Regions from separate parts of the Mus musculus genome. Here regions 2 and 3 are each linked to region 1. The links are chromatin contacts, called in public HiChIP or PLAC-seq maps. All regions are on one chromosome and are shown on one strand. The core of a region is the stretch at or near the end of the contact, and the rest is flanking DNA. Distances in the headings are between cores, read along the strand shown.

Region 1 (3,278 bases), core at 329-2,828:
TGCCTCCCGAGTGCTGGGATTAAAGGCCCGTGCCACCACACCTGGCTAAGGGTAATTATTTTACATCTGTATGTCAGCCACCATCTTACCAATGTTTGAAAACCATCTTTTAAAGGCTAAATCACACCCACCCATGAGCTGAGTCCTTGTTTCTCCAAGAGATCTGTGGGCAGCAGACTGGCCAGCCTTGGGAAGCTGGTCAGACAGCAGGACTGATAGCTAGACACTGGAGTTAGGGCCAAGCCAGGTTGGCACACACCCTGCTGACCTCAAATGTGGAGGAACCAGACCTACCTGTCTACCCAGCCTTTCCTGGTCTTTACTGTTGTCTCCTCGGTTAATCACACAGCTTGCTGCCAGCAGCCCCACCTTTGGAATCCAGCCCTGAACACACAGACCTCACTTCAGGGAAGGAAAGGACACTCTTCAGCTAGGAGCCTCTAAGCTTGCTGCCTCTCCACTAGGGCCATAGCAGGAGGAAAAACTGCTTCCCAAGGCTGGGCGGGCAGAGAGCATGGCAGAAACCAAATCCTTCAAGGGTCTACAAAGCCCAGTTGAAAATTCATATTTATTTTCCTTGCTAGGAAGAATTGAGTTTTTAATCTTCAGTACTGATATAGTTGAGAAGGAACACTTTGGGGGCTGGCACATAGCTCAGTGGCACAATCCGTTGCCCAGCATGAACCAGGTCCTGAGAGAAAAGAGAGAAAGCAAGGGAAGAAAGCATGTCTCTTCCGCGCATCACGTGGTAGTCTCTATCCAGCTCTCTGCCCTGTCCTTCTAAGTCAAGTGATGAGGTAAGTGCCTGTGCCTCACCTCCCTGTCTAGCAAGCCGAGCTTCTGACCTGGTGGGGGTCAGGCACAGAGATAACAAATGAGACCAAAAAGAACAGAAAAGAAGCAGAAACGAATGTGGGCAATGAAGGGGAAAAGGAACACAAATCTATAAGATAAATGTGGTCGCCCTGTATGACACTGGAAACCACCACACTCCCCAAAGTGGAGTTTGCTCTGATTAATTCCAGGAGGGCAGGAGGTATTGGGGAGAAGCAACCATTCTAAGGCTAAAGTGATGCAGAGATTCCAGCTAGCTGCTGCCCTGTGAAAGAGGACAGGTCTGCCCCAATAACACCCACAAGCTCTGCGCTGTCAGACTTCCGGGCCTGGGCTTCCTGACTCAAATCTGATTCTATTTATTCTCTTCTGGATCTTGTTCTGCTAACTCTTCTGGCATGGCATGCACAGTCATCATAGGCCAGGCCCGGCGGCAGGCACCAGGCACAGCTCTGTTCATCCACAGGGATCCCAAAGGGAAGGTCTGTCTCTCCTCTTACCCACCTATCCCAACTGGAGAGAGGCAGGGGCTGACACTCAGTCAGGATTCCTGATTCCTGTGCCCCTCTGTGACTTGCCAACTGTGCTGCTGGCATCATTGCGATGTAATGATTAATCTGCTCTATCTAAAATTAACTCAAAGTAAACAGATGCCAGCTGAAGTGGGGCAGAGTGTCATCACAAGAGACACATTTAGCAGGAAAGAGCTGTGGCAAGCCAGCCTGACTCATACTGACAGGGCTGTAAGGAGAGCTCACAGGGCACCAAGCCTTGGGACAGTCCCAGCTCTTGGCAGGCCACTGGAGGATGGAGTTTAGGTGTCAGAGAAGAGAAACCTTTGAATCAGACGTTTGTAATCATCAAAGAGTAGCAAGTCATTGACACAGCTCTGGGATCATGGGGCGGGAAGCAACAACCCTTCCTCAGCACCTGTCTGTCTGCTTGTTCTTTCCCTTCCCAAGAATCAAACAGACAAATTGTAACTGGGCTCATTGCCAGTGAGTCACTGTCTTGTATTCCCAAGACACGGGAGTCATTACTTTTTTTTTTTTTTTTTTTTTTTTTTTTTTTTTTGGTGTTTTCGAGACAGGGTTTCTCTGTATATCCCTGGCTGTCCTGGAACTCACTCTGTAGACCAGACTGGCCTCGAGCTCAGCAATCTGCCTACCTCTGCCTCCCAAGTGCTGGAATTAAAGGCGTGTGCCACCACTGCCTGGTGAATCATTACATTTTGTGCTTTCTGAAACATTGGGGGTTTTGAGGAGACAGAGTGTAAGTGGATAGCTGACTTCCCAAGGTTTGTGATTACAGACATGTGGCACCTCACTTAAAGCTCTTTAGAAGCTTTTTAGGGGGTCCAAGTGGCTGGCTAGCACTGGCTCACACTGAAGTCACAGCATGTTAGATAGAAGCAGCAGGCCAACCAGATGTTTATCTCATTAGTGTCTTCACACCACATCAATTTAGATTTCCAACAGCCAGACGTCTCACAGAAGGCAAGAAGTTCAGGTTGCCAATGATTTCAGTTAGTACTATGGGAAGAGACAGTTAATATGATACAATACCTACAGTACCCAGCAAATGCCTTTAATCTCAAACTCAGAGACAGGCAGGTCTCTTGGGAGACCTAGACTAGCCTGATCTACATCTGGAAGGCCAGACCAGCCAAAGGTACATAGTGAGAATCATCTTTAAAAAGAAAAAAAGATTATCTTAATGAGTTAGCAACTTATGGTAATGCTGGTCCCCAAGCTAAGGGAAGGAGCGTGGTGATCTGGGTTCATCGCTCCTTCCCCCCTCCCCCCCCCCAACACGTTTGTGGCACAGGTATTAGTCCTTTAAAATGGCAGAACCAACAGGCTTTATCCCATGTGCAAATAATTTTCACCAGTGGCATCCCAAAGCGGAAGTTCTACTTGACCTCCGTGAGAAAGATCTCTGGTAACCCCAAGACGGGGTGAGGTGGGGGTGGGGCAGGATGCTGTGTGATTGCTGATTCTGTTTTACCTTCAGTCAGCCAACCCGCATAGTGATCAGGACACTGACAGCAGCCCAGTCCTCAGTCTCTGCAGACTGACAATGTGGGACTCAGGTCCAAAGCTAAGGAGACCTTTTCATAAGCAGACCTTGATAGAGCATGTTTGATACCACATTTCTTGTCTGCTGACAGGTGCTGTTGGGGATTGTGTTTTCTTTTCTCATCATATAGACAGCCTGCAGTATGAGGTGTTGGAGGGAAATGAAGATAAATGCTGTGGACAAGAGCAGAATCAAGGACCCACTCCTAACTCTGAAGGATGGTTTAAAACAAGTTACGGATGGGAAAACTTATTAGAATTTGACACCATCAAAATAGCAAAAATCCAAATAGCCACTGTGTTCAAGTGGCTGTGGGGAGAGGGGAGCTCACACTTGTTGCTGCTTAGAGTGACAATGGTTGTGAC
Region 2 (3,278 bases), core at 302-2,801, 980 kb before region 1:
GTTGAGTCTGGTCTCTATAGTTTAACTTTCCATTTCTAGTTATTTACTTATCCTTGGGAGGGTGTTATTTCGTTATTGTTCATTTGGGGTTTTTCTTTTCCTTTTTTTTTGGTTGTGGTTGTTTGAGGGATTTTTGTTTTGTTTTGCTTTTTTGGAGGTTTTTTTCCCCCCTTTTTGGGTAGAGGGGCAGTCAGCGATCATTAGATGGATCAGACTAGCCCGGAGCTCACTGCAGAACCCAGACTGTATTTGAACTTGTAAATTCTCCTGCCTCAGCAACCAAACCCCATCCCACCCAACAAAAAACTTGGATTATAACATTTGTACTGCCCATCTGGGCTCTGTATTGCAAATTTGAGGAAAAAGTTCAAATGAGAAAATTCACAAATCACCCCACTGGGCAGTGCTGAAGGAAAAAGTTTGTCCCTCCCCCACAGAGCTACCCAGGCAGGAAAGGCCTCCAGTCCCGGGGACTCAACACAGCTGGGTTCATAATTATCCTTTGTTTCATGACTCCTTTCCCTCTCATTATACAGTAAGCTAATTGAGAGGAGGGATCGCATCTTACAGTTCTTGTCCTATCCCCTATGGCAGCCCACACAGCGCTGAGGACAGAGATCTTTAATACAAACCTTGATGAATAATTCAGCCCCTGCTTTTCTTTCCCTAAGTAATGGAACTTTGCGAGAACAAATTATGGTTTCAGGAAAAATGATTCCCTCAGAGGAGAATTTGGGACTCCACACTCAGGCGCCAACTAGGGCACCCCCATCTTATACACTCCTGGCATGGCACAATCCCAAAAAGGGGTATCAATGCTTGCATGAAATGAAAGCCAGATTCTTCCTTCTGTTCAGTGAGCAGCATCACTTTGGAATTTCCTTGTTGCTTGGCAACAGCTGCTGCAGAGACCAGGGCTCTCTCACTGGGTACCAGGGAGGGAATCACCCTGCAAATGGTGAGATTCAAGGAGCTGTAAGGTAAGAAAGTATTCCACACACCACCCTGGGAGGTTCCCCCCCCCCCGCATGTTTTAAAGAGATACTGTGGATGAGACTTGTTTTGATAGGAAATTATGATCAAATTTCAGACAACTAGCGATGCATCTGGAACACTGACCCACATATAAGACAGTGGCTTCCTCCAAAGTGAGAAGCTGAGCAGAGCTCAGCACCTGCTGAGACACTAAAGCAGACACACTTGGGGTCAATGACCCAGCTGGGGACACCACCCTTAGCCTGCATTGAATGAGGCACAAACATTAGTTCATGTACCCCAATGTAGGTACACGCTGAGAATCTCATTCCTAGTACTGGGACATTCTTTGCACAGCCCAGTCACTAGCTGGAGCCCACATAGCTGACTCATGTCCCTGAGAATCAAACTCCTGCACAATCCTCCCTCCCCCCCCCCCCCACTTACACAAATCCAGTCCTTCTGGGAAGTGGGGGATGGGGGGGGGGGGTCATTTGCTGGTAGCGATTACCACAGGCAGCAAGTAAGAACCCTTCAGAAATGATTCAAACCCACGGTGACTTGGCAACCAGGAAGTGTCCAAATGGTCTCCAAGTATCGGTGTTCACATAGGCTCAAACAACTCAGATGTGTCTGGATGACTCACAGCCTCTCACTAATATTTTACTAGGGAGGCCAAGGGTGGGAAAGCCTCACTGGGCAAAGCTGAGAATGAAGAGAGATGTAAAATGTAAAGAGAGATGGAAGCAGCAGGTGGCGAAAGTTTGAAAGACACCTGACTGGCACGCCTCAGCCCTCAGGACAGCAACATTTCTCCCTTCCAGAGTCCCATCTTCCAAAGGACGGGCTTCTTCCATGCTAGGGTAATCCAGTGCAAGCCCAAACGATGCCTGCTCCTCGGCAAATCTCAAACTCCAGCCATGACTGACAGGCAACACCGAGATGTGATTCCTGATAATGACGGACATTAATAATCACAACTCCTATCAGGCAGTTAAGAGGGAAAAAAATTGGATTTTCAAGCTCCATTTCAAGAGAGCATAAAGTCTCTGCACAGCTATGATACGGCCACATTAGGAGGACGCGGCTTTTAAATGAAGGATTTGTGCAGAGAGCCTCTGCCTCCTCCAGACAGAGTCACGGCAACGGTACTGGTGTGCCCTGAATAAGAAGTATCGCCACCGGGCTGCCATGACTCCGAGGAGGCTGCAAGCAGTGGGAAATGAACTCAGTCAGCCCAGGGCCGAGGCATCAGCTGATGAGTGACCTGCCACATTAGGCTGAGCTTGGTGGACTAGAACCAGCAAGGAGGTCTTATCTCACACTGTAAGCAGGGAGCCCAAACATATCAGGCCAATCAACTTCTCCAAAGAGAGATAACTGGGAATTATCTCAAGGAGAATCAAGACAGAGGAAGACACAGAGAAGGGAGTACCTCACATCTGACAGTGTGTATACACTAGCCAGAACGCTCCGGAAGCAGGCATTATTCACATGTGTACCAGCGGGAAGAGCTGGGTTAAAAGCTTCGTTACTCAAGGTCATTTCCAGGGTTAAGTTAGAATGAAGGTTCAACTCCATTTCTCTGATCTGTTTTCAAACCTTGTGTATTCCCCATGATGCCTTGTTTCCTTCTTTTGCCTGGAAAACTTCTCCAAGAGGAAGGCTGACAAGACGGAAGAGTGGTTACGGTGCTCGCTAACAAGCTTGATGAACAGAGTTCAAGCCCCACTGTTCACACAGAGAAAGGAAAGAAGCCAGTGTGTCCTCTGACTGCCCCCACATACACCACAAATAAACACATTTAAAAATAAAATTAAGTCCTCCCATTGTTTAATCTCCCTGCTAAGTTAGTCCTCAGCCCAAAATAGAAGTGTGAGTTTTAAACTCTGACGGATGCCACTTCCTCTTCCCAAGCTCATCGACATCTATGGAGGTCCTTATCAAAGGACACAGTGGGTGACGTCCACGCACCCACAGGAAACTCCTCCACTCAACACGCAGCCAAAAGGGATGTGTTGGAGAGGGAGGAATTCTAGAACTCACCGTTCTGGGTCAGTTTCGTGGAACACACCAGAGTGGAGATCTGGAAAGAGTCTTTGCTGATGGTACAACTCCCAAGACTCTGCATTCCTTTGCCTGTGGCTGAGTGGCCCTTTTCTTCCAACTCCCCCTTGGTACTAGGGAGGCTCAAGTATGTGGCTGCATCTTCGAGCTTTTTGGCTTCAGCCTGTGGGTTTGATTGCACCTTGTATCAAACAACATTCATGGAGGCCACACTCCAGGTTCTGCATGCCTTATTA
Region 3 (3,278 bases), core at 479-2,978, 710 kb after region 1:
TTCTGACTTCTGAATTGGGATTCCCTGGAGGGGACAGGTATCATTTTGTAGTAGCTTGAACTCTGAAGGACACTCCACTTTCATATACCTACTTGTACTGTAGCTATTTTAAGGACTCACGCCCCAAGTCAGGGTCTGGGTGGCTGGAAAACCAGACAGAAGTAGCCTAGGGAGCACCCTGCTTCTGTCCCCAGCTTCAGCTCTGTCCCCGTTGTCCTGGGAACTTGCAGTGTTTTCTTGATGTCAGGAAACACATGCTCCGAGCAGAACATGGCCACATACAGGGCAGTGGGAAGAAAGCGAACAAATAACTGTTCCATTATATATTTTAGGGAATCACTTTCAACTGTAGCATGAAGAGATAACACTTTTTTTTTGTCTCATGCATATATGTATATATTAAGATTAAATTCATTCACTAGAGAATATTTTTAAATAAAAAATCTGCATATGTTTTATATTTCATTTCCCATTTGACCTATAGATATTCTTATATTTTTACATATTTTGGAATGCTTGAAATCTGTATCTCTCATCACACCAAACTATATGTATGGCCTCTCACATAATATATGGTATATATAGGTAACACAATATTCCTAATGTTACCAAACCTCTCACGTAGTGACTTTTTACTTTTCTGTAAATATTGACCACTTGTCTCAGACTAGGGAAAATATGCCAAAGTTGATTTTTCTTTTTTTTAAAGATTTATTTATTTGATGTATGTGAGTACACTGTAGCTGTACAGATGGTTGTGAGCCTTCATGTGGTTGTTGGGAATTAAATTTTAGGACCTCTGCTTGCTCCAGTCAGCCCTGTTCACTCAGTCCCTTCTTGCTCCTTGCTCCGTCCCAGAGATTTATTTATTATTATTATATAAGTACACTGTAGCTGTCTTCTGATGCACCAGAAGAGGGCGTCGGACCTCATTACAGGTGGTTGTGAGCCACCATGTGGTTGCTGGGATTTGAACTCAGGACCTTCGGAGTTACCCACTGAGCCATCTTGCTAGCCAAAGTTTCAAAGAAGGCTCCTAGAGCTAGATGATCAATGCTTCCTCCAGTGGCTCTGTGAGAACTCTGCCCTGTAGATTCTTCATGCTCCCATCATGCCTCCCCCTGACCTTCAGCCTTACGCTGAAGATGGAACCTGAAGTGTCTAGGTTCTATCTTGTTATAGTGACAGTCTGTGTCCCAAATGTCTGGCCACACCTCTCTGGACTCCACTCAATGCCCCTTGTCCTTTGTTCAGCTGAGTATTGGTAGCTGCCTGGTGCTTAGGCTCTCAGGGAGCATCTCACTGTCATGGGGAGAGGGATGCCTAGCTGGTGCTAGTTCAACCTGGGCTTCCTCTTGTATCTACTTCTTCCCTGCCTGTTCCCGAATCTCTCAAACAGTAGCGTGGTCCTCAGTGGTCATTTTGACCTGGGTACTGTTTGGGATGCTGGGCCCGAGGTGAGACTCCGTTAGGTGATGTTTGGGCAGAGGTTGAAAGGTGCCCTAGTGAGTTTTGGCTGAAGATTTTGGCGGTCAGACATCTTTGAGCTAGGTTGGATTTCAGGGACTCCTGATCTGCTGACAGGCATTCCTCATGTCCCTGTTTTAAGAGAAGATGGTTAGTCTGTAGTCCTTCAAGTTCCTATAGACACTGCCTCACACCCCATCCTGGGGAGCCCGTGGTCAGGCTGATCACAGCAGCTGCCTTCTCTTTCCTGGCTAGCTGGGCAGGTTTGGGTGTGGTGACTCATGTTGAGGTCACAAAATGACATCGGTGTGTGGGTTGTTGATGTTCATGGGTCCAACTTTTCATTCCAACTTGGCCTCAAGCAGCTTTGCTTAGCAGATCCCGATAATCAAGGGGCATTCCTTGTTTCCAGTGACTGCCAAGACTCCCCACCTGCTATGCCATCCCCTTTCCCCTCCCCCTCCTTCTAGGAGCCAGTGAGGTAGGGATGCTCTTGTCACCCAATGTCCCCTCAAGTCTCCCAGGACTGTGCTTCCTGTCACCTAGTAGTCTGTGGAGACCCAGCCAAGGCTTGGGCACTTGAATGGCTATGTCTGTATCCGCGCTGGGACACTGTCTATTTTACTGTCCTAACGTATGGGGCTTCCAAGGCTTGCTTACAGTTGTCACTGGTTGTCCTATTTGAAGACACGAGTTCCCCAAGCTACAGATAGACATTGAGGCTTTTCACATTCTTACAACCTAAAGCCAGCCGGACATGTTTCCTGTTCCTCAGTTTGCTGAATTCCACAAAACCTGGATATGTAAAGTCCTGCCCAAAGGATGCTTTCTTCCTTGCCATTGGCACTCTTGAGCCTCCCAGGTAAGGATAGGTTGTCCTCAAGTGTGGTGATACCCACCTTGCTATGAAGGACACCAGAAGAATTAGTTTACAGGATCATTTTCATCCTCCATGAAGGAAATTGTTTCCAAGTTAGTTAATGTGGCTTATTTATTATAAAGGCAGTGGTTAATAGAATTGAGAACCTGCCTGCTCAAAAGTGACAGCATCCCAGACCTGCCCAGATGGCACCATGCTGGTGCATGCTCTGTGTGTCTGATAGGGGCTGCTTAATTCTGCCCTGCAGTGGATGGTTGTATAAATTGCTTTTCCCCGTGGAACAACCCAAACACATTGCTTCATGCCCGATAGGTCAGGCCTTCCTGGAGTAGGCTTGTACTTAGACCAGGCACATGATACTCAAAGTGGTGATTCAGGAGCCATGATGCCCCAGGACCTGGATCGCCCCGGGGCCCAGAAAGTTGAGCTCAGTGGAAGAGATTGCACCCCTTCAGCTGCTGGCCCTTGAACCCCACTTATTTCTGGATGTCCTGTCTGATTCTTAGTCCCCACGTGCCTGCACATCCATCGCTTTCTGCTTACTGGGCTGGTGCGAATCCCCATGGCGCCTACTGTTCCGTTCATGTCTGCAGCTCAGTGCGCTATCTCTGACCCCGAGTGGAAGAGGGGAAAGGTGAGGGTTAGTGGGCCTGGCTGCCCCTCCCTTGCTGAGGCAGGAAAGGTTGCCAGGCAAGCCTGTACTGAGGCTGCTTAGGATCCTGTGGTTCCTGCTTTAGGAACGGCGGTGATCTTAATCGGCTAAGTCATTTCTGTGTCTGGCTGTATACTCCTGGAAGTTCTTAGAGAAACCTGCCAAGACAATTTCCCCTGGTACATCCTCAGGGCACCACTCAAGGCTGCACTGTCAGCAAGTATCTGCTGAGACAAGTGTGTGAATTCATAGGTGCTCTGTAGCTCCACTCTTTTTGTA

The links. HiChIP or PLAC-seq counts read pairs in DNA pulled down with a chosen protein or histone mark.
Region 2: a FOXA1 HiChIP or PLAC-seq map of pancreatic cancer cells shows a contact between it and region 1. The contact joins two enhancer-like sites. A contact is called at or near these places in 1 of 39 promoter capture datasets (embryonic stem cells), 2 of 115 datasets of contacts at active chromatin or transcription factors (embryonic stem cells and pancreatic cancer cells) and 1 of 9 other capture datasets (liver).
Region 3: a contact with region 1 is called in a FOXA1 HiChIP or PLAC-seq map of pancreatic cancer cells. The contact joins two enhancer-like sites. A contact is called at or near these places in 2 of 115 datasets of contacts at active chromatin or transcription factors (extraembryonic endoderm stem cells and pancreatic cancer cells) and 1 of 9 other capture datasets (adipose tissue).

The regions. Positions count from the first base shown.
Region 1 is chr7:133,791,976-133,795,253 of GRCm38.p6, reverse strand. The region is part of intron 1 of Fank1 (fibronectin type 3 and ankyrin repeat domains 1); the gene reads right to left. Among named protein-coding and RNA genes, the nearest start is that of Fank1, 17 kb to the right of the region's middle. Within about 2 kb of position 1,578, at least 132 of the 459 cell types and tissues checked have an H3K27ac peak or open chromatin away from gene starts, as enhancers often do. A contact at or near this core is called in pancreatic cancer cells, where this site is marked.
Region 2 is chr7:134,772,219-134,775,496 of GRCm38.p6, reverse strand. Dock1 (dedicator of cytokinesis 1) reads right to left here. Exons shown (of 52, transcript NM_001033420.2): 18 at 3,022-3,205. Among named protein-coding and RNA genes, the nearest start is that of Dock1, 100 kb to the right of the region's middle. Within about 2 kb of position 1,551, at least 83 of the 459 cell types and tissues checked have an H3K27ac peak or open chromatin away from gene starts, as enhancers often do. A contact at or near this core is called in pancreatic cancer cells, where this site is marked.
Region 3 is chr7:133,084,076-133,087,353 of GRCm38.p6, reverse strand. It overlaps a transcript of Ctbp2 not described here. Among named protein-coding and RNA genes, the nearest start is that of Gm35364, 38 kb to the left of the region's middle. Within about 2 kb of position 1,728, at least 17 of the 459 cell types and tissues checked have an H3K27ac peak or open chromatin away from gene starts, as enhancers often do. A contact at or near this core is called in pancreatic cancer cells, where this site is marked.